Linked DNA regions of Mus musculus: region 1 is linked to region 2. The links are chromatin contacts, called in public HiChIP or PLAC-seq maps. All regions are on one chromosome and are shown on one strand. The core of a region is the stretch at or near the end of the contact, and the rest is flanking DNA. Distances in the headings are between cores, read along the strand shown.

What was found. HiChIP or PLAC-seq counts read pairs in DNA pulled down with a chosen protein or histone mark.
Region 1: a FOXA1 HiChIP or PLAC-seq map of pancreatic cancer cells shows a contact between it and region 2. The contact joins the enhancer-like site here to the promoter of Rrnad1 in region 2. A contact is called at or near these places in 12 of 39 promoter capture datasets (3T3-L1-derived adipocytes, the C10 cell line, the SN4741 cell line and 9 more), 6 of 484 Hi-C or Micro-C datasets (CD4 T cells, bone marrow-derived macrophages, erythroid progenitors and 3 more), 6 of 115 datasets of contacts at active chromatin or transcription factors (SST interneurons, bone marrow-derived macrophages, embryonic hindbrain and 3 more) and 3 of 9 other capture datasets (adipose tissue, liver and pancreatic islet).

What each region holds. Positions count from the first base shown.
Region 1 is chr3:88,125,094-88,130,286 of GRCm38.p6, forward strand. No RefSeq gene overlaps it. Among named protein-coding and RNA genes, the nearest start is that of Mef2d, 15 kb to the right of the region's middle. Within about 2 kb of position 3,213, at least 19 of the 459 cell types and tissues checked have an H3K27ac peak or open chromatin away from gene starts, as enhancers often do. A contact at or near this core is called in granulosa cells, pancreatic cancer cells and pancreatic islet, where this site is marked.
Region 2 is chr3:87,927,212-87,932,117 of GRCm38.p6, forward strand. Rrnad1 (ribosomal RNA adenine dimethylase domain containing 1) reads right to left here and starts at 2,984. Exons shown (of 8, transcript NM_153562.4): 1 at 2,645-2,984; 2 at 713-837; 3 at 352-544. The coding sequence starts at 2,755. Isg20l2 (interferon stimulated exonuclease gene 20-like 2) reads left to right here and starts at 3,103. Exons shown (of 4, transcript NM_177663.4): 1 at 3,103-3,400; 2 at 4,120-4,906. The coding sequence starts at 4,273.

The DNA.
Region 1 (5,193 bases), core at 1,963-4,462, 200 kb after region 2:
AAGGTGTGTGCCACCATTGCCCAGCCCTTAATTTTTATAATAATACTTTTTTTTTCCAAGATGGGCTTTCTCTGCATAGCCTTGGCTGTCTTTGAACTCACTGTGTAGACCAGGCTGGCCTCAGCTAGCTTTGTTGCTGCTGCTGTGACTGTCTGTGGCCACCTCCTAGTGAGAGACTCCAGCTGGGAGGCACCCAGCCTCAGCGATGGGCACCTCCCAGGATTTCAGCACCTGACATGTGATTTGGCTGTCCTTACTATTTTTAGACTCACTTAATAAATTCCAAGGCATGTACATAGTTGTATATGTCCCCTTGCCTCTGCTGCTCCAGATAAAACACCAGGCCGTAGACAACTGAGGTTATCAAGGACTCTCAACCAGGAAAAAAAAAAGAGAGAGCAAATCTGTCAAGATCAAGAAAAACAAGTGTTTCCTGGAGCAATGGCTCAACCATTAAGAGTACTTACTACGGGCCTGGAGAGAGGCTCAGCGGTTAAGAGCACTGACTACTCTTCCAGAGGTCCTGAGTTCAATTCCAAGCAACTACATGGTGGCTCACAACCATCTGTAATAAGTTCTGATACCCTCTTCTGGTGTGTCTGAAGAGAGCTACAGTGTACTCATATAAATAAAATAAATCATTTTTAAAAAATAAAAGTAAATGCTGGTGTTGGTGGCACATGCCTTTAATCCCAGTACTCGAGAGCCAGAGGCAGGTAGATTTCTGTGAATTTGAGGCTAGCCTGGTCTATGTAGTAAGTTCCAGGCCACCTAGGACTAGACAGTGCAACTTTGCCTCCGAAGAATTATTTTTTCTCCAGTTACTGATTTTGTGTGGTGGCCAAATGCGTGCTGCGATGAGCACCTGGAGGTGCTCAAAGGACAACTTTCAGTTCTTTCCTTCCACTACGTGGACTCTGGGGACGCAACTCAGGTGGTAGTTCAGGCTACCCACCCACTGAGCATCTCACTGGCTCCACAGTAAGAGCCTCTCTCCAGAAATATAAAATAAAAGCTATCACAAGCAAACCTACTTAAATGCCTTGTTAAATTCAGGTGTGTCATGCAGCATTTCTCAAAAATGCTGGCCCCAGAAATATTAAACCTTTTTATAATTTTTATTTTTTATTTTTGAGACAGGGTTTTTCTGTGTAGTCCTGACTGTCCTGGAACTCACTCTGTAGATGAGATTAAAGATGCGCATCAGCACTGCCCAGCTTATTTTTATTTCTGAGACAAGGTCTGACTTATTCATCCCGGGCTGGGCCTTGACCTCCCCGCGTCTCTGAGGGTAACCTTGACCTCCTGACTCTCTTACCTCCGCCTTCCCAGCACTGCCAACACAGAGGAAAATAACTTATTACAATGTTTGCTTTTCAAGACTTTCCTACCACTAGAAGTGTGGGATTCATCAGGGCCCTTCGCTGGCAGCCAGGGCAGGGAGCTCCAAGTGACTCTTGGTCTGTGATGACCAAGGCGTAAAGGCATTTGCAGCAGCAAATTCTTTTATTTTTTTTTAAGCATTTATTTATTTTATGTATATAAGTACACTGTAGCTATCTTCAGACACACCAGAAGAGGGCATCAAATCCCATTACAGATGGTTGTGAGCCACCATGTGGTTGCTGGGAATTGAACTCAGGACCTCTGGGAGAGCAGTCGGTGCTCTTAACCTCTGAGCCATCTCTCCAGCCCTACTTTTATTTTTTTTTTAATTAAGAAAAAAATCATCTTTTTTTTCAAGACAGGGTTTCTCTGTGTAGTCCTAAAACTCACTCGAGTTGTTCTGGAACTCATTATACGAACAAGCTGGCCTCAAATTCACAGAATCCCACCTGCCTCTACCTCCTGGGTACTGGAATTAAGGACATGTGCCACTATGACCAGCACTAAATAAATGGTTTTTCTCCTTGGTCTTCCGAGACAGGGTTTCTTCTCTGTGTAGCCCTGGATGTCTTGGAACTTGCTCTGTAGACCAGGCTGGCCTTGAACTCAGAGATCCGCCTAACTCTGTCTCCTGAGTGCTAGAACCAAAGGTGTGCGCCACCACCACCTGGCTAATTATTTTAAAGAGAAAATTTAATTAAAGGAAAGCAAAACAAGGGGGCTGGAGAGATGGCTCAGTGGTTAAGAGCACTGACTGCTCATCTGAAGGTCCTGAGTTCAAATCCCAGCAACCACATGGTGGCTCACAACCATCTGTAATGAAATCTGACGCCCTCTTCTGGTGCATCTGAAGACAGCTACAGTGTACTTAGATATAATAATAAATAAATCTTAAAAAATTATAAAAAAAAAAAAGAAGAACGTGAGATCGAGGTGGCGCACGCCTTTAATCTCAGCACTCGGGGGGCAGAGGCAGGTGAGTCTGGATCTCTGAGTTCGAGGCCAGCCTGGTCTACAAGCAAGTTCTAAGATAGCCATGGCTACACAGAGAAACCCTGTCTCAAAAAACTGTCAAGCAAACAAGCAAACAAAACCACTAGAGAGATACAGCTCAGTGGTAAAGCATTTGATTAGCACACACAAGATTCTGGGTTCTGTTCCCAGCACCACACACACAAAAGAAAGAAAATCTCAAGAGAACTAGGAGAAAGGGAGAAGGGAGGGGAAGCTAAGAGAGATAGACAGAAAGAAGATAGAAGAGAGGAAGGTGGGGAAGGGGAGGGGAGGAGCAGAGAGCAGAGGGGAGGGAGGAAAGAGGAGGGCAGAACTTGTCAACATGGCCACCTGGGCAGGTTCCCTCATAGCACGTGGGGAACTGCACAGGGCTGGGCCAGGAAGTCGTGGAGCTAAAGGGGCTGCAGATTTCATTCTCATATCTACAACTTTTGGTTTCTCTGAGTTTTCTCAACATCTGCCTTACAGAAGCAGAGAAAGAGGAGCTGGGAGTTTCGCTCTCACCCTTGGTCATTAGCACCCATCTGCTCCTGCAGGTGAGGCTAGCTTCCAAGCCCCCTTGAGAACTTTTGCTCCAAACATGACTCCATATTCTGTCTCTTGCCTTCCACCAAGAGGTCTTGAATCTGACTTTAGTGACATGTCTTCTGCAGGAGGCGCAAGCAAAAGTATTACAGGCGTTTCTAGGCAACGGTGGGCATTTCACTTTGTTTACATTATTTGCTGTTGTTTTTTCAGCCCTCTATGAATAACTCTCCTTATCACAGCACTAGAGAAACCGTGGCTCAGAGAGAGTCAGTGACTCACCCAAGCTCATACTAGAAATGAGGGTGCTGGGACTGGATCCCAGAAGGGTCTGACCCAACCTTCTCATTTCTACATATGAGCAACTCTGAGAGCCCACGGGATCAGACTGGAGGTTTTGTGGATGTGTGTGCATTCTTCATTTTTTTTTTTTTTAGAGACTTATTATTTAGGGCCCAAAGAGATGGCTCATCGGTTAAGAGCACTGGTTGCTCTTGCGGAGGACCTGGGTTTGGTTCCCAGCTCCCACATGGTAATGAACCTGTAACTCCAGGAACAGGAGAGCTGATGCCTCTTCTGACCTCTGTGGACTCCTGCATGCATGTGTTATACAAAACATACATGAAAGCATACACATATAGACATAAAATATAATTTAAAATTTTATATATATATAATTTGTGTGTGTGCATGTGTATTTGTCCTCAGAGGTGGAAAGAAGGCATTGGATCCTTTGACTCTGGAGTCCCAGGCAATTTTGAGTCACCTGATACCTTATTTTTCTATTGTGGTAAAGACACCAGGACCAAGGCAACTTACAGAAGACAGAGTCTACTGGGGCTTACAGATTTAGAGGGTGGGCCCATGACCATCATGGCAGGAAGGCAGCAGGCAGCAGGCAGGAAGGCAAGGGACTGGGGCAGTAGATGAGTGAGAACTTACATTTTTGACCCCCAAGCACCAGGATGAGAGGGAGGGGAAAGATATGGGGGGGGGGGGAGAGAGAGAGAGAGAGAGAGAGAGAGAGAGAGAGAGAGTGAGAGAGAGAGAGAGAGAGAGAGAGAGAGAGAGAGAGAGCCTGGCCCTGGTGTGGGCTTTTGAGACCTCAAGGCCCTTCTCCAGTGACACACCTCCTCCAACAAGGCCACACCTCCTCCAACAAAGCCACACCTCCTCCGGAAAGGCCACATCTCCTATTCCTTCCCAGTTTTACCAGCTGGAGACCAAGCATTCAAATATGAGTCTGTGGGGGACATTCTCATTCAAACAACCACGTGTGACCTGTTGTCCTGGGAACTGAGCAAGTCCGGTCCTCTGAAGGATCAGCAAACATTCTGCCCACCTGTACCATGCGCTTGTAAGGTCTTGTTCTAAGTGCCTGAGTGCTTCTCCAGCATCTTCTCTGTACTCTGTGCCACTGTGAGCATGGAGTGCCGGCTCTCTTCCTTGGCATTGGTGAGAGCTGAGCTGGTTTCCCCTGTACCCTTTACTCTTGTCTGGGCACGTGAGGTACTGAATGGGAATCCCACAGATACTTTTTGAGTTTTGTTTCATTTCATTTTCTGAGACAGGAGTCTCACTAACTTTGGCCTCTCTGCAGTCTTCCTGCCCCAACCTTGATGTCTCAGTTAGAAGAGACACCATGACCTAGGCAACTCTTATAAGGACAACATTTAATTGGGGCTGGCTTACAGGTTCAGAGGTTCAGTCCATTATCATCAGGACAGGGGCATGGCAGCATCCAGGCAGGCATGGTGCAGGAGGAGCTGAGAGTTCTACATCTTCATCTGAAGGCTGCTAGCAGAATACTCACTTCCAGGCAGCTTAGGATGAGGGTATTAAAGCCCACACCCACAATGACACATTACTCCAACAAGCCATACCTTCTAATAGTGCCACTCCCTGGGCCAAGTATATTCAAATCATGACACTTGGGAGAGCTAGGGTTCTAAGCATGAGGAGCCATCCAGTCCCACAAGGACTTGTTGCCTGTTGAACATGAGAGAACCCATTGGCTTCTATAATCTTCAAGCATCCTTGTCTGAGAGACCTCCAAGCCGTCACGGACAGTGTGATGGTACAAAAGGCTGCCGGGCATAAAGCAGGAATGAAAAGAATAAACACTCAGACCTTTCGGTCCTCAACTTTTTCTCTTCATAAAGTGCTCTCTTACTGCCTCATGTCTTGTTAGCAGTCAGCTCCGACTTGAGTCTAGAGCATGTGAGACCAGGACTTCAGCTTTCATGTCCTTTTACACGAGGTTACAGT
Region 2 (4,906 bases), core at 1,734-4,233:
AAACATTGAGGATATCACACCGATAAGACATGTCAAATCAGTTCTGAGGATAATGGTAGGTGTCTAGCCTCGACTGCTTGCCCCTTAAGTCAATGACTCAAAAGCAAAAGCCCTGTAGGCTGTAAAACCAAAAATTGACTGCAGTGAACAGAATAAAGGTCACCCATACACAGCTACCAATCAACCCAGAAAAATGACAGGAAAGCCTTTCAGCACCAACAGACAGGGGTCTAGCATATTTGCTAAGGAAGGGGACCTCTGAAGTTGCTGGTTCCTGTATTTGCATCTTCATAACCTATCAGCTTTAGGAGTCCTAGGCTCTCATAGTCTAACCTCCAGCAGTCCCCTCACCTCTCCCAGCCTCCGGATCTCATGCTGCTTCTTGGGCTTGACATGTTTCCGAAAAGGAGCTGTTAGTCGGGAGCTCTGGCTGGGGTTCTCCAGGAACTCTGATGGGGTGTGAAAGCCAGGTGTCCGGGTAAAGGCGAGGGCACAAGCTGTGGACTTCAGGGCCAGCAGGGTGAGTGGCCACACAGACCTGTACCTGAGATAGTCCAGCCCAGGCTGCTAGTGAATAGCCCACAATCACATCCTGAGTGTTCCAGCTTATGATCCAGCTGCCCAGGAAGACCCATTGAGAGTATCTACACAAGACTCAATACATGGCTCAGTGCTCATTCCCCATCTCAGGGCTCCTCTGGCTTGTACATACCTCATTTCCTCCCCGTCCCTCGGCATCCCCAGCAGCAGGGTGGCCAGCTGTGGTGGGTTCAGTCCATCCAGTGCTTCTTGCCATGAGTGGGGGAGTGTGCCCCACAGGCTGTCCGTGAAAAATTCCTGCAGGAGGAGCCAAGCAGTTTGAAGGACTCTACAACTATTCCCATTGTCTCAGCCCCATCTCAACTCTCCAGCTCATCACCTGCCTTTTTTGGCACTAGTGCCCAAGATGACAAGATGCCCGTATCTCCTGTCCATCTGTATCAGCTCTCAAGCCTGTCCCTGCCTCTACTAGCACCCATGTGGTACAGACTGCACTATATGTACACCTCTCATTATTAACACCCCATTCATTTCTGTTTTTCTCCATTTAGTTTCTTGTTTGGTCTGTTGGTTGTTTTTAAATTTTTATTTATTTTTATTTTATATACACTGGTGTTTTGACTGCATGTATGTCTGGGTGAGGGTGTTAGATCCCCTAGTACAGAAGTTAAAAGACAGTTGTGAGCTGCCATGTTGGTGCTGGAAGTTGAACCTGGGTCCTTTGGAAAATCTCTTGACCCCTAAGCCATCTCTCCAGCATGACCAATGTCTCTTTTCTTTTCTTTTTTTAAATCATGCATCACTAGCATGATCTCACCACAGCATTAACAGGTAACTATTTAGTAACCTGCTATTTTATGGTCCAGACAGCTGTGTATTTTAATTCATTCATTTGTTCTTTTAAAATTCTGGGGCTGTGGGGGCCAGGTATGGTGTCTATTATTAAAGGATCCCAGCACTCAGGTGGCAAAGGCCAGAATATCTCCATGAGATATTTCAACATAGTGAGTACCCATCTGAAAATAATGAACTAATTAAGGAGCAATTAAAAGCCTTGTTAGGAAGCCGGGCGTGGGCGTGGTGGCGCATGCCTTTAATCCCAGCACTCCAGAGGCAGAGGCAGGTGGATTTCTGAGTTCGAGGCCAGTCTGGTCTACAAAGTGAGTTCCAGGACAGCCAGGGCTATACAGAGAAACCCTGTCTCGAAAAAACAAAAAACAAACAAACAAAAATGCTTTTAACCACATAGCCATCTTGTTAGTCCTAGACAAACATTTACCCTAAAACAGCGGTTCTCAACCTGTAGGTTGGGACCTCTTTGGGGGTTCACACTTCAGCTATCCCGCATATCAGGTATTTACGATTCATAACAGTAGTAAAATTACAGTTACAGAGTAGCAACAAAAGATACTTTTATAGTTGGAGATCACAACATGAGGAACTGTACTAAATGGATGGATGTAGGATCACGAAGGTTGAGAATCACCCCACCCACAAGCCTTGCTGGTGCTCTTCTGTGTGTGTGGGGGGGAGTTGGGGGGAAATGAGACATGTCTCAACACTCGTTAAGCTGGCTGCAAGTCAAGACAATTCTGCCTTAGTCTTCTGAGGGGCGAGATTACAGAAAGGTAACTTTATGTATGTCTGCCCTGTTTTGTTTCCCTCCCCTCCTTTTTTAAAGTAACATCGTCCAGTCCAGGCTGCCCTAGAACTTGTTTTGTAGCCCAGGGGAACCTTTTACTCCCGATTCTCCTGCATCTACTTCTTAGGTGACAGGATTACAAGGGTACACCACATTTGGCCAAGCACTTCCTCTTCCCCAACCCACTCTTTATTGCCTTTAGTGGAGGATATCCTATGGAACATCTCGTTTCTCGTATGTTTCTATGCAACTGTAGCATGGCCAAATGTTGGTTGTGGGGTTTCAAATGAAACAAACAAAACTTAAGTATTAGAGTCAGAAGGCTGGGTGAAAAGTATTCTAGTAGTCAACGCGTTCCTTATTAGGAAGAGATAAAAGCTGTCTCCACATTTTCTCTGCAGTGGGCTCCTATTCACCCCCCGCCCCCCAAGAAGCACCCCGCCCTCAGCCCGGTGGCCTCACGATGATGTAGGCGTCCAGGATGGAACGGTAGTGAGCTAGGACGCGGGTGAGGTCCACAGCCAGTTGCCTTCTCTCCTCATGCGAGAGGCCATGGGCTGAAACGCCCCGCATCCTGTGGCGTGAAATGTCGGTGCAAGGAGGGAGGAGGTGAGGAGACACAAGGTCGGTACCACGAAACCATGCAACCCAAACCGGACTCAATTCTGCACGCCCGACGCAAAGCAAGAACTCCGAACCCGCCCGACGACACCTCTCAGGGCGATCCCGTCCTATTACAAATCCTTAGAACAAGGCGCACTTGCCCAACGTCACGACTTCCACTGGGCCAAGCCATTTGCGCAGCCGCAGGGGACTCGGAGACGTCACAGAAGCGCGCCCAGCACCAGCTTACGGCGAGGGGGTCAGCTGCAGGTCCCACCCTCCCTCCCGGAAGTGGGACCACGGTTCCGGCGCACTCTGTTCCGCTTCCCGCGGCCCACCACCTTCGAGTTGTACCTCCACGGGGCCCGAGGGGCCGGGGAGCGCATCCCGCCCCCGCCCCCACCCACGCCGCCGCCGCCGCCACCGCCGTTCCCGCTGCTCACGCACTCCGAGTCGCTGGCCTCGCTGCCTGAGGTGGGGGCGCTGCGGGCGCGTGCGCGCCGGCCGCCTTCCCGTTGTCGCCCGCGTTCTTGCCGTCCCGGCATACGTCGGCGCGCGCCTGCGCCTGCATCCGGCTTCGGACGCTTGCGATCTTAGTGGGGAACCAACTTGGAGGTAGGTGTATAGGGTGTTCGGGAATAGTTCGTGGATCGTCAAGAATGTGGTGGCCGAGGTGGCTGGCCCTCCACTGTGTCCTTACTGTGGGAGACAGGTAAGGTATGTGAGGAGATCGCCCCCACGTGGAGCCGAGGGAGCGCGACACCTGGATTTGGTCTTCATTTCGTAGCACGCTGAGAATTCCTGGGTGATCCAGAGGGTATTTGTGTTGTTTCTTCTCACCACTGGTACTTAAAAGTCTCATCTGACGCCCTTGTTTTGACTTCATAGACATGATAGAGTCGATCTCCGTGGGTCCCACATCTTTTTATCCGCAGCCTCAGCACCCTCATTTTATGTAATTAGATTTATTATTTGTCTGAGTGTTTTGTTTGTATTTATGTATGTGTATCGTTTAATTGCCCGGGGCCTGCAGAGATCGGAAGGCATCTAGTTTTTTCTGAAGCTGGAGGTACAGATGCTGTGAACTACTACAACGTGGGTGCCTGGAACTGAACTTAATATCTCTGCGAGAGCAACAAGGTTATAACTACTAAGGCGTTTCTCCAGCCCCAGCATCTTTAGTTTTTAAAATGGCACAGAGATCCGGAGAAGGGAAATAACCCTTTTAAGACCAACCTAAAGGTGAATTGTGGAGGCTTCAGTAGTTAGCCGGGCTTTGGGGCTTGTGGAAGTTATCACTTATGTCTTCCAGAACTGATCTTCTTTTCTCTCAGGCCTATGGTGCGGGAATCAGGATTACTTTGTCCCCAAGGCTGATTGCAGACCTCCACATGTTGAACTATGGGATTCCACAGAGGATGAGCCTCTCATCCTTTTGCTATCAGTGAGCCATTCTTCCCAGCTTCCTCCCACCATCCACTGATCTCATGTCTACCATACTCCTGAATTTAGACTTTGGGCAACCTTCGAAAAAGGCATTTGGAGGAAATGCCAAACATCAACGCTTTGTCAAGAAGCGAAGGTTCTTGGAACAGAAAGGATTTCTGAATAAAAAGAACCAACCCCCTAACAAGGTGTCTAAGTTGAACTCAGAACCTCCAAAGAAAGGGGAAACTTCAAGAGTAGATGGCATTTTGAAGATCCTTCCATGCCCAAAGAAGAAAGAGGCAGCTGCCTCCAAGAGGGACTCAGAGCAGTCCAAAGACAAGAAAGCACCATTGTCTTGGCTGACCCCTGCTCCTTCAAAGAAGACTGCTTCTGTTGTGTCTAAAATAGATTTGCTAGGGGAGTTTCAGAGTGCCCTTCCAAAGACTAAGAGCACCCAGAAGAAGGGCTCCAAGAAGAAGTCCTTGAAAAAGAAAATTGCTACAGAGAACTCCACCCAAGCTCAGTCAAAGGATAAAGGCTCCAAGAAGAAGCCCTTGAAGAAAAATGCTGTACCGAACTCCACCCAAGCTCGTTCTGAAGATAAGTGCCCTACAGTCCCCCAAAACTTGCCAGGGAAGATGGTGGCAATAGACTGTGAAATGGTGGGCACAGGACCCAAGGGACGCGTTAGTT